Linked DNA regions of Mus musculus: region 1 is linked to region 2. Evidence: chromatin contacts called from public Hi-C data. All regions are on one chromosome and are shown on one strand. The core of a region is the stretch at or near the end of the contact, and the rest is flanking DNA. Distances in the headings are between cores, read along the strand shown.

Region 1 (4,315 bases), core at 844-3,343, 720 kb after region 2:
TATACCTATGGGGTCTGTTCCCTGGACTTTGGAATTTCTATTTTTACATAGGTGAAATATGTGTGACTAAACTCAAACTGCTGGGATTTCCCTTCATCTAGATTCAATCTTATTTACATGAAGAAACTGCAGACTGTTGGAAGCAAACAATTTTTTTTTCTTTAAAAAAATAAAAAAGCAAAAGTAAACTACCTTAAAAGTTTGCCAGGGAAAGATGACAATTTTACAATCTCTCCCTCATTTGTTATGGGGTCAGCTGTGGTATTCCAGTGTCCCCTCAGAAATTATCATCTTTGATTGATTGATTGATTGATTGATTGATTGATTTCCAGATCCTCTTAGAAAAGAGGGGCCTTTAGGTCCTGTGAAGGTTCTATGCCCCAGTATAGGGGAATGCCAGGACTGGGAATGGGAGTGGGTGGATTGGGGAGCAGGGGGCGGTGAGACGGGGTGGGGGTTTTCAAAGGGGAAACTAGGAAAGGGGATAACATTTGAAATGTAAATAAAGAAAATATCTAACTAAAGAAAGAAAAGAAAAGAAAAGGAAAGGAAAGAGGGGCTTGACTTTATGGCTCTCCCTTTTACTATTTAGCTATGGAATCATGATGAAAAGTTGGGTGAAGAGATATCATGATGTCCCTGATGTAGCAAAGGCAAATCAGAAACTCCCAAGGAGCAATTGGCCCTGGATGGGGTGGTTATAGAAAATTTCCTGTTCTCCAAGGAAACAAGAAGTCCAATTCTTTAGACACTGGGAACATTTGTGCTTGTGTGTGACACAGTCAATGTGTCTCATACCCAAGTAATGTAAAAAATGTTATCCCTTCTTACTATGACATCAAAACCATAATTGTTCTTTTCTGAAGTGGCTAGATAACAATTAAACCTAGGGTTCTTTGAAGCAGCTACAGAACTTTCCTTTTTTCCCCTCAAGGACAAAGCATAATTTGGAACTGAGGTCAAGTGGATGAGACACCAGAAGAATTTGTAAAAATACCATGTAAATATTGAGGTGGGTAAATGGACTTGATTAGTAAGAAGTCATTTGAAGATTCAATGACCTGGTGTTTGACTATTTTTAAATTGCTATGATGAACATGAAGAAGTAACAGAGAAAAATGCGCACAAGAGAGTGATAGAAAAAATGATAGAGCGGTGTTTCTTTAGGGAGACCTGATGGCAGGGGTATAAATAAGCCACACAAACATCTCTTTCCCAAATAGGAACTTCTATTTAAGTAAGTTAGGCATTTAATTGTAATGACCGAACATAATGAAGGAAATATCCTCTGCTCAACAGAGACTTTAATATGAAATAAATTGCGTGTTCACATATAGTGAACACACAAAGCAATACTACTTAGACAAATAAACTTTAAACATTAGAGTTGTGTGCACATTTTTATGTGTATAGATTGAAACCTGTGCAATTTTCCTACTTTAATATTGTAAATTAATATTTAAATAGAAGAGAACTTTTAAAATCTTGAAGGTAGTATTCCTTAAACATTTTCTATTGTTTGGAAGTCAGAAGCTGAAAATGAATACCAGATTGATTGAAAAGAGCATTTGGCCTAACACATTCCCTGATAAGTTTAATTTAACACACTGCTTTGGGGTTTTAAAACTAAATATTTCCCTCTTAAATGGAGAAATGTTTCTTGTATGCAAGTACAGTATCTGATAGCCTAAGGTTGTCAAGAGTAAATATGGGTAATTTAAGATTTAGACTTTTTTTTTAATGGAAAATGTGGTTTTGAACAGTGAGAATTATTATGGTAGAAATACATTGGGCACTGTTTTGACAGTAGTGTACTTCTTAAGAAATAAACACCACAAAGGCTTTAAAATTAGCTAGTGTCTCCATATAAGGAGAGGAATGCAATGCTGGATTGAGTTTTTGACACACAATCTTTTATTATGACATCAGGTTGATTAATATCTCAGCCAAATCATTGTTTTAAAATATCTTCGTTCTCTGTCCATTAGACGTGGAGCAGAAAGCACACATAAAAGCTGGCATCTGCATCGTGCTCCTGACCGTTTACTTTGGGGCAATGCCAGTAACGTGGTTATAGTGTTTACAGTCTGAATGACTTAGGAATTCATCTCAGGCAAAACACTTACAAGTCTGTCCTGCTGGAGCCAAGCTGCACACAGAATGTTGGATAACTTGTTAAGAATAAATTGTGAAACACTTTTGAGCACAAGGTGCAGGTCTAATTTTTCCTTTCTTTTCTTTAACTTTAAAAATATTCTAAAATTATTACTTATTAAATGTCAAAATGCTTTAAATGTAGAACAGTATAAGAATGAGATTACTCAGCTCATCTAATGAAACCCAGCCAAAGTAATTATTACCCGAAGATGGGTATATGCATCCCTTTTATGTGCATAATTAAGAAAGCACATATATAATGAAATTAATCCAATTTTTGAATTAACATAATTTTGTCATTGTTTATATTCAGATTTTATCACACACTATTTGTTTGTTGGTTTGTTTAGGGTGTATGTGTGTCTGTGTGTGCCACATCATGCCGGTGGATATCGGAAGACATCTTGTGGGAGGGAATTGATTCTCTCCCTCTACCATGTAGGTCCTGGAGACTGAATCAGTCATCAGGCTTGGTGATCAGCAGTCTGCCTGCTGCGCCATCTTGATGGCGTGTCTATTGTTTGAAAGATGATTTCAGATATGGACATTGCATTTCATGCCCGTTTACACTTTTAGCATCCTTTCTTTGCTTTCTGTTTGAAGAATCTGCTGTGATTCAGACCAATAAATACTCTACTAATTGTAATATTAAAATGATATATTTTTCAGACAAAAGTTGAAGACTTAATCATATTTTTGAGTAGGATATTGGAGTGGTGGGTAAGGTATTAGAGGAACAGCAGGGAATGGCTGGCATATGAACAGTTCGGTTCATGTATGAAATTAGAATAAATAGAACTTACCACACAAGAGTAAATAAAAATTTTTTAAAACTTATAGAAAATTGTTTTTTTTAATGTTGGTTTTTTAAGAATCTTAAATATGGCGTGGACTCCTATCAAAATCCCGGTTAAATGAACATGGAGGTGATCATGCTGTGCAGGGGTTGGAATAGTTCTGATCACTGCTCTGATGCTGAGTAGAACGAGCTCCATTTCTTCTACAGCACCATTAGTAAAATGTTAGGTCTAGTTGCTTTTTAAACATTTTTCCTTGAAATACACAGGAGAGATTTAAAAACAAACATAATGTCGACACTATGCCCCTCCTTAGAATTGGGAACAAAATACCCATGGAAGGAGTTACAGAGACAAAGTTTGGAGCTGAGACAAAAGGATGGACCATCTAGAGACTGCCATATCCAGGGATCCACCCCATAATCAGCTTCCAAACGCTGACACCATTGCATACACTAGCAAGATTTTGCTAAAAGGACCCAGATGTAGCTGTCTCTTGTGAGACTATGCCGGGGCCTAGCAAACACATAAGTGGATGCTCACAGTCAGCTATTGGATGGATCACAGGGCTCCCAATGGAGGAGCTAGAGAAAGTACCCAAGGAGCTAAAGGGATCTGCAACCATATAGGTGGAACAACATTATGAACTAACCAGTACCCCGGAGCTCTTGACTCTAGCTGCATATGTATCAAAAGATGGCCTAGTCGGCCATCACTGGAAAGAGAGGCCCATTGGACACGCAAACTGTATATGCCCCAGTACAGGGGAACGCCAGGGCCAAAAAAAATGGGAATGAGTGGGTAGGGAAGTGGGGGGGAGGGTATGGGGGACTTTTGGGATAGCATTGGAAATGTAATTGAGGAAAATATGTAATAAAAATATTAATTAAAAAAACAAACAAACATAATTTTAATCTTGAAAGTCTATTTTGTATAAATATAATTTTGTACACTTAACTTTTCCTTTATTAATGCCACAGATTAAATCTCTTTTTACTTTTATTTATTATTTAATATGGTATTATTAATTTTCTGAGAGTTTATTGGGTGTATTGTGGTCATATTTACAACTAACCACTCTTCTTGGGAGGGACCCTTCCATCCTCTCAACTTCATATCAATTACATTATCTTTTTCCTAATCTGAAAAGAAATGTGTGGGGCATGACTTCCTCTGAAGTAGTAGTTTTAAAATGAATCGTTGAGAATTTCATATATGCATATGATATACTTCTATTCCTGAGTCCAATTAGTGCCATCCATATATGCATGACCATAGGGCTGTGTACCAGAACATGGACAACTACTGGGTACCACAACCCTGAAGAAACCTCACTCTTCTCCCTGAGCAGACATCATCTG
Region 2 (4,556 bases), core at 339-2,838:
GTGTTGGGTGAAGACAAGCTAGCTAGTTAAATCATGGATGCTTCCAGAGCTTGCTGGAGCTGATTTTTATGTACTCATTTTAAACCTTTGCATATATTGTCAAGGGTTCTTCCACTGCCTAGCAGAAGATCTAGAACTCACCTACACACACTTCATTGTAACTATCTATCTGTATCACAAAGTCCCATAGACTCTTCCTTTAAATTAGCCCACCACTTTCCTTTTTTCTCTGTTTACTTCTGTGACTCTAGTTCAGACTGTGGTGGTCATGTGAAAGGGATATGCTCATCTCTCTGTGTAGGGTTTTATTCCTGTTCTAGTTTCTACCATATCAGACAAAGTGTTATCTTCCTAAAGCAGCCATGTTTTCATAACGCATTCTCTAATGATGTCAAGACAGGACTGTGTGCCTCAGTGGCTAAGAACTTCTTCATCAACCTTACTTGAATTGCTTTTTCTCCTATCAAACAGCATCTCAACACCTAAGTCTTTTCTTCTCATTGAGTTTCCATGTACTACACTTTGCCAAGTGTACTTTCTCTTCTGACCAGAATTTCTCCATCTGATCTTATCCAGTGGCCACTGTCTTATGCATATTTTATGAATGGAGTTTTACTTTTGCTTATGTGAATTTTTGCTATGGCATTCAACTTCTCATCCAGACATCGTTTCATGTCTCACCACCATACATGTGTGTTGAAAATCTACTCCAAGGACCACCTTCTTCACGAAAACACTTGTAGTGGTCACTCATAAATGATTTTATCCTTTCTATCTATGCTATTCCCTAAGATTCATGAACTATTGAGCTTGGGTGTGTTAGCCATGAGGCTTTTTTATATAGGGTCATGTCATCTCACAACTGTCTCATTCACACTTCATTCATAAAATTCTAATGTGTCCCTTGAAGCATTGCCTCATTAAAGATAAAAGGCTTAGAACCACAGCTGGCATGGACTTGATCTTTGCTAGGTTTCCTACTTCTTCCCTTTTCCTTTTCCCAGAAGGTTATTGGATAATGTTGTCTCTTCCAATGCAGGCATTACATGCAATCATACAGTAGTTCTTAATACTTATTGACCAGAATGTGGTTCACCTACATACCCATACACCTGAATCTGACATTAAACACGATTATGCATGAACTCCTGGTTCATATTATTCATTTCTGAAATCAATATTTTATAATCCTGAAACCTAGCAATGTACTGCTGGAATGCTCTTGTCACCCTACTCACTGATACAGTTCAAAACTGGTCCAGAATGATTCTGTCCCGATGAGTCGCCGTTACCTCTTAGACACTTTGCCTTGAGACATGAGGGCTGTGACACCCGCAAGCATCACAGAAAGTATCCATTTTCCATTCTCACACTTGCCTTGCTTTTTTTCTCTTGGCACAAGAGGAGACCAGAGATGCAGAAATTAGGAAGCTGGGCTGAAGGGAGTCCAACTTTCCAGTTCTCCAAACGCTCTCCTGGAAAGCCGCACTTCTGAGGACGTAGTCGTTTTCACTCACGCTTCCAAGAGGGGTCTTGTTCTTCTCAGATGTTCTTTCGCGAACTTTTTAACTCACTAAAATTAAAACATTTGTTTCTGACTTCCCGAACATTGTTTATAGTTCTCAACTGCTGGCCAGAGTGAACAATTACCCCCTGGAATAAAAGCTCTCTAAATCATGTTTATTTCTGCCTCAGCTATTATCCATGAAAGCTTGTTTGAGTTTTCTGTAGGGTGATAAGATTGATGTTGCACACAATTATCGTCAGCCATGTATATCCTGAAAACAATCCCAGTTTGGCAGTAGTCGTTCTGAAAGCAATATTCCTTTGCTAGCCTGTGTTGTACTATGAAACAGATCCTTGCAGAGTATCTTAATCATCCAAATCTAAGATAACATACTATTTATTTCAAATGGTCAGCAATGTTCCAAATGCCACTACAAATTAGATTAGAAATTATCCAGTTCGAGTGTAAACATCCCACTAATTTACCTAGTGTCTGGGACTTTTATTTGATATTCAGGAATTTTAATAATTTAATGTTGTTTAGCTCTCAGTTCGACCTTTGCTTTCTGGACATTTAGAACTTCTCTGTATTTATTTAAGGAGATCAGAAGTGCTTGGGATAGGGGACTGGGGTTCTGACTGCCCGGGTGGTTGCTGCAGCAGCACTATAGCGTTTGTGAAGAGAAGGTGGGAGTAGTTTACAGACTTTTGTCTGTGTGGTTATAGAGGTGACCCTCTGGATCTGCTCTTTCACAGACCCACCAAAGTGGCCCAGCTCTGCCAAGAGAGTACCCTCAGTGACACAAAATTTAGCAAAACTGATAAGATGGCCAAATTCTGTTTGAGCATTCCCAGGATACCATTGAAACACATCCCCTGTGTGGTTAAGACTTTAGAATAAATGAAATCTTTTCTACTTTTTGCCTGTTAGTCCTTTAACAAATTTCTTAACCATCTGATACTCAGTTTCCTATCTGCAAAATGGGCATAAAAATATCTTCCTTGAGAGTGGACTGCAGAAGTTGAGTGAGAAGCATCTATCTAATATAATGTTAGAAGTTTCTGCTATCCAAAGTTCCCTTCCTTTTTTCTTTTTATTTATTTTATATTTTAGGAATCTGCTTAGAGATATGATGACTTATTTAAAGCTATAATCATTTGGAGTTGGAAAGGTCTCTTTCTTCCTCTTCCTTTTCTCCTTTATCTTCTCCCTCCCTCTCTGCCTTCCCCTCCTCCCTCCCTCCCTCCCTCCCCCTCCCTCCTTCCTCCCTCCCTCCCTCCCTCTCTGCCTTCCCTTCCTCCCTCCTTCCCTCCCTCCCCCCTCCCTTCTTCCCTCCCTCCCCCTCCCTCTCTCTCTCTCTCTCTCTCTCTCTCTCTCTCTTTCTTTCTTTCTTTCTTTCTTTCTTTCTTTCTTTCTTTCTTTCTGTTTTTCTTTCTTCCCTTCTTTTTGAAAGAGTTTTGTGATTTAGCTCAAGCTGGTCTCAAACTTCTAAACTCCTATCTTGGGACCCTGAGTGCCATAGACGGGTTACGGGTCTGCATTATCACCCCCTCCTTCCCTTTTAGACCATCAACCTTCTCAGTCACACTAATTCTCAAGGATCCATATGTTGAAGCATAAATTACTGATAACCTAAACTTTTAACCTACAAATAGATTTTTTTCTCTCTTGTTTGTTTGGTTTGCCTTAAATGCTTCTCCTGAAACTGGGTTATGGTGTCATGACTGAATGGCTACAGAGCCCTAGGAATTTGTTGGATTACAGATTTTTCCCATTCATAGTTATGTGGGGACCTACTATGTGTCAGAGGTTATTCTAGGTGCTGGAAACATTGCAGTGGAAAAAAAAAAAAGACAAGTTCTGGGCAGCCTTTCACCCAATCTTGATGAGGTAATAATTATAATGGCTAATTTGACTCTCTCCTAAGTGATCAATAGGAAAATAGCAACATGGTAGAATGCAACAAAGCAGTACGAACACCAGGACCCCTAGGGATGCTCTAAACAGAAACCCCCTACACTCTGCAGCCTAACAAAAAGCTCTCTGCAGCCAGCTGGGGTTAATGGCTACATTTACAGTTTAAAATGCTCCAGATAGAGCTGGTAGTGATGGGAGTTTCGCTTTATTAGTTCATTTTTATGTATGAGAAAAACTGCAGTAAAAAAACCTCAGTATTCATCTTTTTTCAATTTGAGTCTAAGGGATTTTTGGCACAGCCCCTTTTTCAGTTTCAAATGTTCCAACTCTGGCTGTATTTATGTGACGCCAAACCAACTAGTTGAAAAATTACAAGAATGGGAAATTAGCCAATCCTTTTGTCTGCAAACTGCCAGCCCACCAGGTTGTCTTTTTTTTTTTTTTTTTTAAGTCACTGATTTGTCCCATCATTCAACTGAATTGACTGACAATAGCCTATGAGATCCAAACAAAACATAAAATCTGTTTTGTCTAATTCAAAGTATTGATTCATTGTTGCCTGGTAGAATACACTCATTGCAGAAACTGCAGATACTACAGAGAACATAAGAAAACAAATCCACCCAAAGTCCTGCCACACACAAATATTGACACATATTCTTGCAGGTTCTCACCGACGTGGACTTGTGCTGTAAGCAGAACAATACTGAGAATGTGATTTTCATCTGGTTTTCTGGTCTGCTTAATGGCATATTGTGAGCACAGTCCTAAATTTCCTTTAAAAATGATAATTTTATTTTGCACAATATTGCTTTGAAGAAATGCCTTATTCTTTATTTCACCAATTTTCACCATGGGTGGGCATTTGGGTTATTTTCAGTTTTTGCCTGCTGTAAAAAAAAAAATATCTGCACTAAATCTTTTAGATTATACATTTCAGTGTATACTTCTATTACATCAGTAGAAAAATTTAAAATAAAGATATTTTAAAGATCTCAATGGATATTGCCAAAACTTCCCTCCAAAAATACAATGAACTTATATCTATTTACCCAAGAATTATTTTTAATCCTTGCTTAGTCTAACAGGTAAGAAAAATGATATTTCATTGCTTTATTTATACTTCTTAAGT

What was found. A called contact is a pair of places that touch in the nucleus more often than the background predicts.
Region 1: a Hi-C map of uterus shows a contact between it and region 2, with 5 times the contacts expected there. The contact joins two enhancer-like sites. A contact is called at or near these places in 1 of 15 datasets of contacts at CTCF or cohesin (stem cell-derived epiblast-like cells), 55 of 484 Hi-C or Micro-C datasets (3T3-L1-derived adipocytes, the AtT-20 cell line, B cells and 31 more), 2 of 115 datasets of contacts at active chromatin or transcription factors (astrocytes and embryonic basal ganglia) and 1 of 9 other capture datasets (embryonic stem cells).

What each region holds. Positions count from the first base shown.
Region 1 is chr1:61,778,063-61,782,377 of GRCm38.p6, forward strand. The region is part of intron 2 of Pard3b (par-3 family cell polarity regulator beta); the gene reads left to right. All of the region lies in intron 3 of Pard3bos1 (a long non-coding RNA gene), which reads right to left. Among named protein-coding and RNA genes, the nearest start is that of Pard3bos1, 85 kb to the right of the region's middle. Within about 2 kb of position 2,094, at least 12 of the 459 cell types and tissues checked have an H3K27ac peak or open chromatin away from gene starts, as enhancers often do. A contact at or near this core is called in uterus, where this site is marked.
Region 2 is chr1:61,058,528-61,063,083 of GRCm38.p6, forward strand. No RefSeq gene overlaps it. Among named protein-coding and RNA genes, the nearest start is that of Icos, 83 kb to the left of the region's middle. Within about 2 kb of position 1,589, at least 4 of the 459 cell types and tissues checked have an H3K27ac peak or open chromatin away from gene starts, as enhancers often do. A contact at or near this core is called in uterus, where this site is marked.